2 separate regions of the Muntiacus reevesi genome follow, and region 1 is linked to region 2. Evidence: chromatin contacts called from public Hi-C data. All regions are on one chromosome and are shown on one strand. The core of a region is the stretch at or near the end of the contact, and the rest is flanking DNA. Distances in the headings are between cores, read along the strand shown.

Evidence for each region. A called contact is a pair of places that touch in the nucleus more often than the background predicts.
Region 1: a Hi-C map of muscle shows a contact between it and region 2, with 3 times the contacts expected there. The contact joins the promoter of VCPIP1 here to the promoter of COPS5 in region 2. A contact is called at or near these places in 2 of 3 Hi-C or Micro-C datasets (blood and muscle).

Annotation. Positions count from the first base shown.
Region 1 is chr12:48,013,658-48,018,434 of mMunRee1.1, reverse strand. It overlaps VCPIP1 (valosin containing protein interacting protein 1), which reads right to left and starts at 2,449. Exons shown (of 3, transcript XM_065902577.1): 1 at 1-2,449. The coding sequence starts at 2,176. It overlaps LOC136145216 (a long non-coding RNA gene), which reads left to right and starts at 2,849. Exons shown (of 3, transcript XR_010658719.1): 1 at 2,849-2,927; 2 at 4,458-4,643.
Region 2 is chr12:47,713,393-47,718,235 of mMunRee1.1, reverse strand. It overlaps COPS5 (COP9 signalosome subunit 5), which reads right to left and starts at 3,150. Exons shown (of 8, transcript XM_065903202.1): 1 at 2,854-3,150; 2 at 389-623. The coding sequence starts at 2,996.

The DNA of each region.
Region 1 (4,777 bases), core at 1,200-3,699, 300 kb before region 2:
AAGCCTGTTCCGTAATATTCTGTTGAATAGTTCTTTCAGTTTTACTCATGTTTAACTCCTCCTTGTGCAAAGTTTTCGCTTTCTGTCCAGTAAGAATAATTTTAGTTGGGAGCGGGGACTCCGACTCTTGTCCTTGTACATCTCCAAATCTTTGGGCATGAGCACCATCTATATTTACAGGAGTATAATCGTCAGGATTCTTTTTGGCAGTCTGATGTAATATAGTGTGGACAACTTTCTGAACTAAGATTTCACTCCCAAATTCACCTGGAAAGTGCTTGGTAACAAGTTTCATCGCAACATCATACACATTGCTATTCAAAGATGCATCACTTTCATACTGGAACCAATACACTGTTTCTCTGACCACTCTTCCACCCCATTCCAAAGTAATAGGAAAAGCTTCTGGTAGATTGTCATACTCTTTCCCATCCCAAAAATGTTTGAAGCCACAACCACATTTGCCACCAGTGGACCTGGAATTAGTTCTGTCCCCATCCAAATACACAATAGATCCATCTCCTCTGACTCTTCGCACAGATGTGCCATGGCACCAATTACAAGCTGTCAGGTTACTCAAGCCATAGTCTGGTATCAGGACATCTTTCATTGAATCATATGAGCAAACCAAATTGTTCAAGGGAAAGCTATAATTTTTGTCAGGCCTCAGCTGTCCATGAGTACTTTTTGCCAAGTTATACAGTTTCCCTCCCGGAGCCAACCACTCTGGAGGAACATGAAGTTCAGAAAGGGCACCACAGAGCAAACATTTGTGAAGGCGATTATCCATTACTGCTTTTTTAGCAGCTGCTGTGACTTCTTCAGGCTGAACTCCTATCACACCGGTCCTCCTGTAGAAATACTGATGGACATCAGCCACCAAACTAGGATGGATACCGTGCTTGTCCATAAAGACTTCTTCCATAGCAGCAACAAGCCGAAGTAAGTATTTATCCTGCAAACTTCTGTCTCCTCCAATAACACAACCACCATCCTCCTCAAGTTTGATGTACTTCTTAATGAGGTCCTGAGGCACACCCCATGCTTTAGGAAGCAAATTCATAGGCAGTTTGGGCAAGGCAGCCCCTTTTATGCCTACCAAGGGGATATAATGGTTTCTACCAGAGCTACTCCAAGCGATACAGATTGGTTTGTTCAAATGACCATCTCTGCCGGTGCACTTCTCTGCAGGGATGAGCCCTGGCAGAAAGGTGGCTGAATAATCACCAGAGCTTCTCATGCCACTGAGCGAATCTAACAAAATAATAGGGCGATGAAGCACATTGGCGAGGCCAAATATGTGGATGTTCCGCAGGCCCAAGGGAACCCCCTCAGGCGGTACAAACAGAGGGTCACACTCGTTGATAATGTCCTCCCACTCAGCGGCATCAATGAAGTCATGGAACAGCGCTTGATACCGGGCCAGGTGCTGCTGGAAGTGCTGTTTAAGATTCTCTCTCAAGGCATGCCAGAAGAGCTCCCGGCCCACTAGGGCCCGGGACACAGCATGCACCAGGCAGTGCCCGTCCCCGTCCACATGCACGGGAATGAGGCATTCCTGACTTTTATTGGCCCGCTTTATGTCCTCGAGGGTGTCATGCAAATACAGGAGGCTTCCGGAGCGGTCCTTGCCGTAGCCCACCGTGTTGACATGCTCCGGTTCGATGAGGAAGGCGCGGTCACCCAGCAAAGCGCAATCGAACAACTCGCCCTGGTTCATGTCCCGGAGCAGCTTAGCCCGGCCAGTCTGTTTGTCCATTCCGTAGCGCGCTAATATGGGCGACAGTAGTTTGCAGTGGTAGTTTGAAAGGCCCATCACCTTTACCAGTTCCGTGTTCTTCTTGGGTGCCCCTGTCACCCCGAGCAGCGCGTTCCGCAGCAGGTTGTGAAGCACTACGTCCGGGTCGGTCACCTCCTCCACCCCCAGCAGCTGTTGCTGCTCGTGCCGCTGTCCGCACTCGGTACACTCGATGCTGACGGAACCGGAGGCCGGGAAGAACAGACGCGCCTGGCACTTCGGATCCGGGCAGCTCCCGGAGAGGATTCTCCGGTCTCTCCGCTTCGAGAGCCCCCCCGGAGTAGCCGCCGCCGCCGCCGCCAGGGACGGCGGAGTCTGCGGAGCCTCTGGGGGAGGCGGCGGCGGCGGCAGCGGAGGCGGCGGCGGCGGCTGAGACATAGCTCTCGGCTCTCGAGTCTCGCTCCGCGTCCCAAGCGACCCTCAAAGGCTCATAGCCCAGACCCCCGCCGGCCCGACTCGGTCTCGTCCAGGCCCAGGGCGAATCACTTTCCTTTCCCTACCAGCTCCTCCTCCTCCTAAGCGAAGGCGGAAGCGCCGGACGTTGTTTCTCTTCTTACTTCTCCACTGCCGTAGCCGTTGCCCCGAACGTAACGGCCACCACCCTACCCCGCACTCACACTCACTCACTCTCGCTCGCTCTCCCTCAGACACACAGACATACACGCCCTCCCTGAGACTGCGCAGGCGCAGCTTTCGCTCTGCCCTCTGGGAATTAGAGTCTTTCAGCCTCTCTCCTCGCCATCAAATACTAGGAGCTTGGGTCTACAAAGAACTACAAGTACCGTGAGGCAAAGCGGTTCGGTGCCCTCAGAGAGGAGGAAGAGGAAAACGATAGGCATGGGGGCAGACAGGAAGAGACTCACTCATGTTGCCTTCCGGGAGTTGTAGTTCTAGCTCAATCTCTTTTGTCGTCGTCCCCATCCTAAGGCCCAAGCAAAATGAGTGTGAGAGACCACATTTCCTAGGATGCCCTGCGGTGCGACCAAGCTCACTTCCCCCTTAGGCGGAGGGAAGGATGCAGGGAAGCTTGGTTAAAAACAGAGTTAAAGGGAATGGGTGTCGGAAGCAGAGGGTCTGAAGTTCACGACTCTTAGAAGGGGAGGGGAATGAAAGGCTCTCAGTGAAGAAGGTACAGTAAATAAATGTCCAGCGACATGGCGGGCTGGGAAGTTGAGTGAAATGTTCTAAAGAAGGCTGGAGGTCATAAGAGAAAGGGGGGAGAATAGTGAATTGATTCTCGGAGTGTTACTTAATTTTTTTTCTGTCACACTCCTTTCTTCTCATTCCCGCCTCTATGACAAGCCGCTGAGGCTCTTGAGTCCCCCTTTCTGCCTTCCCTCCCCCCCATTGAGAATCACAGGCGCCATTTGTTTCCTCGTTCCATGTACGTCTTTGCAGTTTACAGTGCAAATAAAAATACCTTTGATGTGTACAGAATTTAAGTACATATCCAAAGTCTTTTAAGTAGTTTTGTTTGCTGCTTACCCTCAGAGAGTAATAACAGCTATCATTTATTACGTTCTTGGTATATGTTTGTCGTAGCATTTACATACACGATAACATTTGATTTTCATAATGTTATAATAACCTTGCTAGGAAACACTTCCTGAAGGGAAATGACTTGCTCAAGTTCAGGAGCTCTCAGACCTTGGTCTGTACCCATTTTACAGACAAGGGACATAGGCAGGAAAGGTTAGACTAGTCTTGTACAAAACAGTAACTAACTTTTAGTCACTATGGCTTTATGGTTTACATAACATGATCACACAGATCATCCCACCCACACTCCTGTAACACCTCTACCAGGTATTGTTGACTCCATTTACAGAAACAGACTAGAAGGAATTAAGTTACTTGTCCAAAGTCCATTCACCAGGATCTCTCAGACCCAGAGAGTGCTTTTATACCACTTCTTATCAGAGAAAAAAGAAAATTTTAAGCCCAGACCTTTTGTTAGGCCTCAGGATTTCCTCTTAGTGACTCAAGGGGCTGTAAGGATGTTTACTGTGTGCTAGGAAACTTGTCTCCTCATGCAAAACACTTTCATATATTAATTGAAAGCTAGTGTTTTTTTGAATACTGTACAGTCGGCCCCTTTCCCTTATCATTCTGGAAACTCTTGCTTTCTGAAACCTTAGATAAGTGCACCACCTCAAAACTTCTGAAACATTTGACACAAAATAGATACATCAGGATAGTCCATGACCCCACTGGAGTTTTCCTTAGCTGCCAAGGCTATTTTTACCTGATTAGGTTTTTTGGAATAAATAAAATTTGATGCTTTGAAATGAATTGTCTATAAACTAGACATTCCTAAAAAGTATTAGTACTGACTTTCACTAATTATTATCTACAATTTTCTTCTAAAGAAATGCGTTTTAGAAATCCTTTAAATGTTAATTATTTTCTTGCTCAATTCTACCTGGCCTGTGCAAAAATAATGGTATCTTTGTATAATAGAGATAGTCACTTAACTTGAAGGGAATAATCTTCAATAAAGTTTTTCTTAAAGAATTGATTCATGCAGGAAACTGTGTTTGTTTCTATTTTAACAGTAGTTTGGTGGTACACTACACAAAAGGTCTTGGAACTGATTTTTAGTTCTAAGTTGAGAAATTAGATATGCCTTTTAAATTGAAATTATTTTCTACCACGACAGAGAAGTTATACCTGTGGTGAAATTATATTTTTCTTATGACCAATGCTGAAGCTCCAATACTTTGGCCACCTGATGCAAAGAGCCAGCTCATTAGAAAAGACCCAGATGCCGAGAAGGATTGAGGGCAAGAGGAAAAGGGGACAACAGAGGATGAGATGGTTGGATATCATCACTGACTCAATGGACGTAAGTTTGAGCAAACTTCAGGAGATAGTGGAGGACAGGGAAGCCTGGCCTGCTGCAGTTCATGGGGTCACAAGGAGTCAGACATGGTTTAGCAACTAAAGAGCAACAACGTGATGAAAGCCTAGGTGAACAAG
Region 2 (4,843 bases), core at 1,901-4,400:
GTTTTAAAGGCTGGCTGGCAGTTCATTGTGTGGGATATAATTTATTTAATCAGCTTGATATTCAATTACATTTAGGTTGTTTACAATTTTTTGATTTTAAACACACATAATGATTCAATATATGTATATACTGTGAAATGATCACAGTAAGTACAGTTAACATCCGATACCACATGCAGTTACAAATTTTTCTTTTCTTGTGATGAGACCTTTTAAGATCTACTCTCTCGAGAATTTTAAAAAATCCATGCTAATCTGTTACATATAGTTGAGAATAACGTAAAATATAAACTCTAATGTTGGAGGATAGTTTTAAGCTTAGAAACTCAAAAATAACTGTGAGACTTTTAACTTGCAGTCACCAAATGTCAGGGCACAGCATCTTTACCTGTTTAGCATTTTCTATGTATGCAGCCATGTACTCATACGCGGCGGCCTGAGCATTTACTCGGGTTTCAGTGCCCTCGACAGGCAAAGCAAAGCTGTCCATGATGATCATGGTCTCACCGTCCACCTTTCCCAGCATCAAGCCCATCACTTCCAGGTTGCCTCCTGATCTGGCATGCATCACCATTTTCAGTAGAGCCAATGCTGAGATTTTGCAGTACTTAAAGTAATGGTGACTACAAAAGAAAGGCATGGTGTAATTAACTTTCCTAAGTATAACTGTAAGACAGTTTTTGTACAGTTTTTGTAGGGATTAACAAGTGTTGAGGCAATTTACACTGATGGAATGGGGAGAAAGCGTATATATAGAATGAGGGAAAGAAAAACAAAGTATAAAAGGACAGAGTTCCTGAAGGGGGATGGAAATGATAAACATAATCCTGCAAATTACTTCCCATTGGGGGAAGGGAAAAGTATGAAATAATTTTAAAATATGCTAGTCGAGTAGACAGAAGGGAATTACATGACCATTTCAATAGACTTTTCCTTTATTAATTTTGGAATCACCAAATCTAGGTTTCTGACCCTAGGTGGTCAGTTTTGCCTCATTATTCTCCGACTTAACCTTCGAGGCCTACCAATTAAGAATGTGGGCTCTGACATCCATATACCTAGGTTTGAACTCTTTTACTGCCATATCCTGGCTGTAACCTTGAGATAGCCACTTAATGTCTGTGCCTGTTTTCATAGAGCTGTTGTTTGGAGGAAATGAATAAAATAATATACATAAAGTGCTTGGCTTAGTGCCTGACACATACAAAACTTTTTAAGTGCTAGCTGCAAATGCCTATCTTTTATAGTACTCCGAAGAACAATGTGTTGAGGGTTATAGCTTCTCTCGTGGTATCAGTCTAAAAATGGAAAATGTGGCCTTAAACTCTTTAGTCTTACCGTGATCAGTATTTCAGTTTGTCATCTGTGTATGTGACTAGACTACTGTTGAATAAAATTACACCTCAGTCTCATTGATGTAGTGGAAGACAGCGAGGATGACTGTCACTGGAGATACAATCACACCGTGAGGCTGATCATTTAAAATATTCAATAGGCTATATCAATCTAAGCATGCAGCCTGCTATAGAAATAGCAGGCAACCAGGCAAAATAACCAGTCTGTAAAGAGTGTCAGTGTTTTTGAAAAGTCTTTTTAAGATGTCTGCCCACAGATTTCAATCACAGCTGAAAAATATAGAGACCTGTCCTTGGGAGTAAAGACATGAATTAAAATCTTCACTCCTCTATCAACTGGGAAAAAAAGACAGTCCATTTTTGTGCTTCTATTACATACATTCTAGACCCTTTTTTATACATGACCTCATCTAATCTTTATAACATCACCAACAGATAGGTCTTTTTTCTCTTTTAAAGATTAAAAAAAAGATAAGTAAATTTCAACTAATTAGAGTTGTGAGATTTGATTTTAGGTCTTAACTATTGTTCACTTAAGAATTCATTGCCTCTGTGTAATTACGAAGTAAGTTATTTACTGTATTTGCTTGTTTTTATATACGCAGAAAAGGAATACAAATACAGTACTGTGTTGTCATAAAGATTTAATGACATATGGAAATTCCTAGCTCAAAACTCAGCCTGTAGTAAGTACTCAGTAAACACTGCTGAATCTGAATACCCACAGTTAAAGCTTGCCTTGTAAAAAACTGTGAGACAGATGAAATATGGTTTTTGTTGCTGACCACCGCTTTCCTGTCTATCCATTAGAGAGACTGTGTGATCTTTTTACTCTTTCATACAATATCTGCTGTCACGAAAGGATAAATACCGCTGTAAAGAAACCTCGACCCGTCATCACTCCCAGGGGCACACGAGTTTTGCTAAAGGGCAAAAACCCCGAAGTTCTATTGATATAATTTACAGCTTCTGTAAAAAACGGTGGAGGAAACATTGTGGGAGACTGAGGAGATCCTCTTTGTTGTTTCTGGAATAATTACCAGCAATCAAAAAGCAATTATAGATCTGAAGGATTATAGACTAAGAAGCTGGCTCATAATTATTTTAGAGACCCGTGGATTGACTCAATATCTGAAGATAGCTGTAGTCCCAGTCTGAAATCAGCTGAAGATCCCAACAAAGTGTACAAGGCAGAGTGTGGAGTGTCTGTAACAATACGGGGGCCGAGAAGTGAAAGCCCAAACTACCGCTTGTCGTTTTCCTCTTCCATTCTCCCAAGGCAAACGAGACAGAAAGGGGGAATCAAGCAAGCCCCAGTGGAGGGTCTTACGCTTTATTTGCGGGGATAAAAAGGTAAAACAAAATTTCTTAGACGATTCCTCTTTCTCCTTGCTGCAGAGGGAAAGACAAGCTCTCTGACCCCAACTCCCACTGCCCCTGGGTCTCTTAAAATCCCGCCATCCTTCCCTCCCCTGCGTTTCGCCAGGGACCTCCTCACTCCTTAGTCCAGGGCTTCGCCGCCAGGATTTCTTGCTGCTGTTTCTTGTCGTATTTGTAGATTTCATCGATACTCTGGGCTTCCTGCATGTTGTTGGCTAGCTCCCACGTTTTCTGGGCCATGCCACTCCCGGAAGCCGCCATCGCCGAGGAATCGGATAAGGTGTCGCCTCCGCAATTGAGACGCAACTTTACCTAGCTAGGTTTTCGGGCGTGGGCTCCGGACCCAGCCCACCACAGGTGCAAACTCACACTAGGCTCTCGGGGCAGCCATGACACCCAGCACCGGAGGTGAAGTTGGTACGGACCATCCGCGGGATGGCGGGGGTCCTTGGGGGACGCGGCTATATACACAGCAGTTACACAATAGTTAAGAGGCAGAGGAGTCGTCTCATTACTGGAAAGAGAAATTATTATCTTGGAAAATTATATGTGTGAAATAAGACGAAAACAGTAATTACCTAGGGAATGGTATAGCCTTCTGCACCGGAAGAAGGGCATGTAACGTTATGCCAGAAACGAATTGACCTTCCTTGTTCGTCCTGCGCAGGCTCGGCGTCCGCCATGTTAAAAATGGGTAGATACTTAAAGCTGCAATGGGGCAGAGAACTGTTTTTACGTGGGTGTATGTACTTTTAAGATTGTTGAAAGCCAGAAAAAAAAATGTTTATGGGAAAGTTGACATAGAAGTTGTTCTGAATGCCGCTTTTGAGAGAATGGTAACATGGCCTCCTAGTTTACTTCCCGATGAATCATTGCACATGCGTAAAGCCCTTTGACTTGTAGTGGTTTGGCGCTAAACTTTCCTAGAGGGGCGTTCTCTAGCGTCCCAAGGTGGCCATGGAAACTCGTGAATGGCTATGATCGTGCCATTTGGCGCGTTTGTAAAAATTAACATCTATACGAGCTATTAGTGTTTTGCAAGTGTCCAGTACCCACTTCTTGAAACAGTTTACGGTTTAATCTACATTCCACTGTGGAACCAGTTCTGTCCCCTAAGCCAAATTAATTTAGGGGGGACATGTTGTCATCTAAGAGCTAATACAGTGTTTAATTATTTCATTTATTTCCTTGTTTTAGGTATTCTTCTTTCTTCTCCTATCCCCCATTCCACACTAGATTCTAAGTTCCAAAACACAGGGACCGGGTCTCTATTCCTTGTTTTATCCCTAATACCTACCATAAATGCACAGTTGTTTATATTACTAGGAAAAATAAAGGGGTGGAGGGGAGGAGTTTCACCTCTGCAACTTCAACTTTTAGTTACCTTGAAACTTTGCATAAGTGGTCAGCGTTGCCTGGAGTGCTTTCCCCTTACTTTTCTAACTGGGAGCTCATATTAATATTTAAAAACAGAGCTCAAAGATCTCTACCATGCAATCATTCTCAACTTCTTTCTCTCTCCAGTCATCTTCTTTTCACGACGTCTCTAAATGTCTGTAGGTGCTTCTGTAACTGTTACACATTGAAATAATGTATTTGTTTACTTGGAAGTTTTTCTTTTCACTGTAAGCGGGTGCACTGTGCTCTGAGTTGTATTCTTCATTCCTAGAAAGGTGTGTGACATTTAGTTAAGACAAATATATAGGAATTAAGGAATCCACAGCCCCGCCTGCGGTTTTGACATTATCTTTCTTTTCTTTCTTTCTTTTTTTTTTTGACATCTTTCAAACCCTCATACAAGGTGACTTCAGGTAAAGAACCCTTATCCCCACTGGCCGGGGAAGCTAGAGATCTCTTTTCTAGTGGTGATATATGGCCACTAAGTATTCGGATGAACTGAGTATTTTGAAATTAGTAATAAAGCCTATGTTGTAGTAATAAAGACAAAATGTTGACCAGACTCCTGAGGGAGCAGTAGTGCCTGGAGAGGTGTGCCAACAGTTTTTCTCTACCAACCCTGCCTTGTCCCCCGTCTGCCCCCTCCAGGCTCCCCCCACCCACCGCCCCCAGGCTCTGAACAGAGGCCAGCTGGGGCTTGGAAGGTTTGA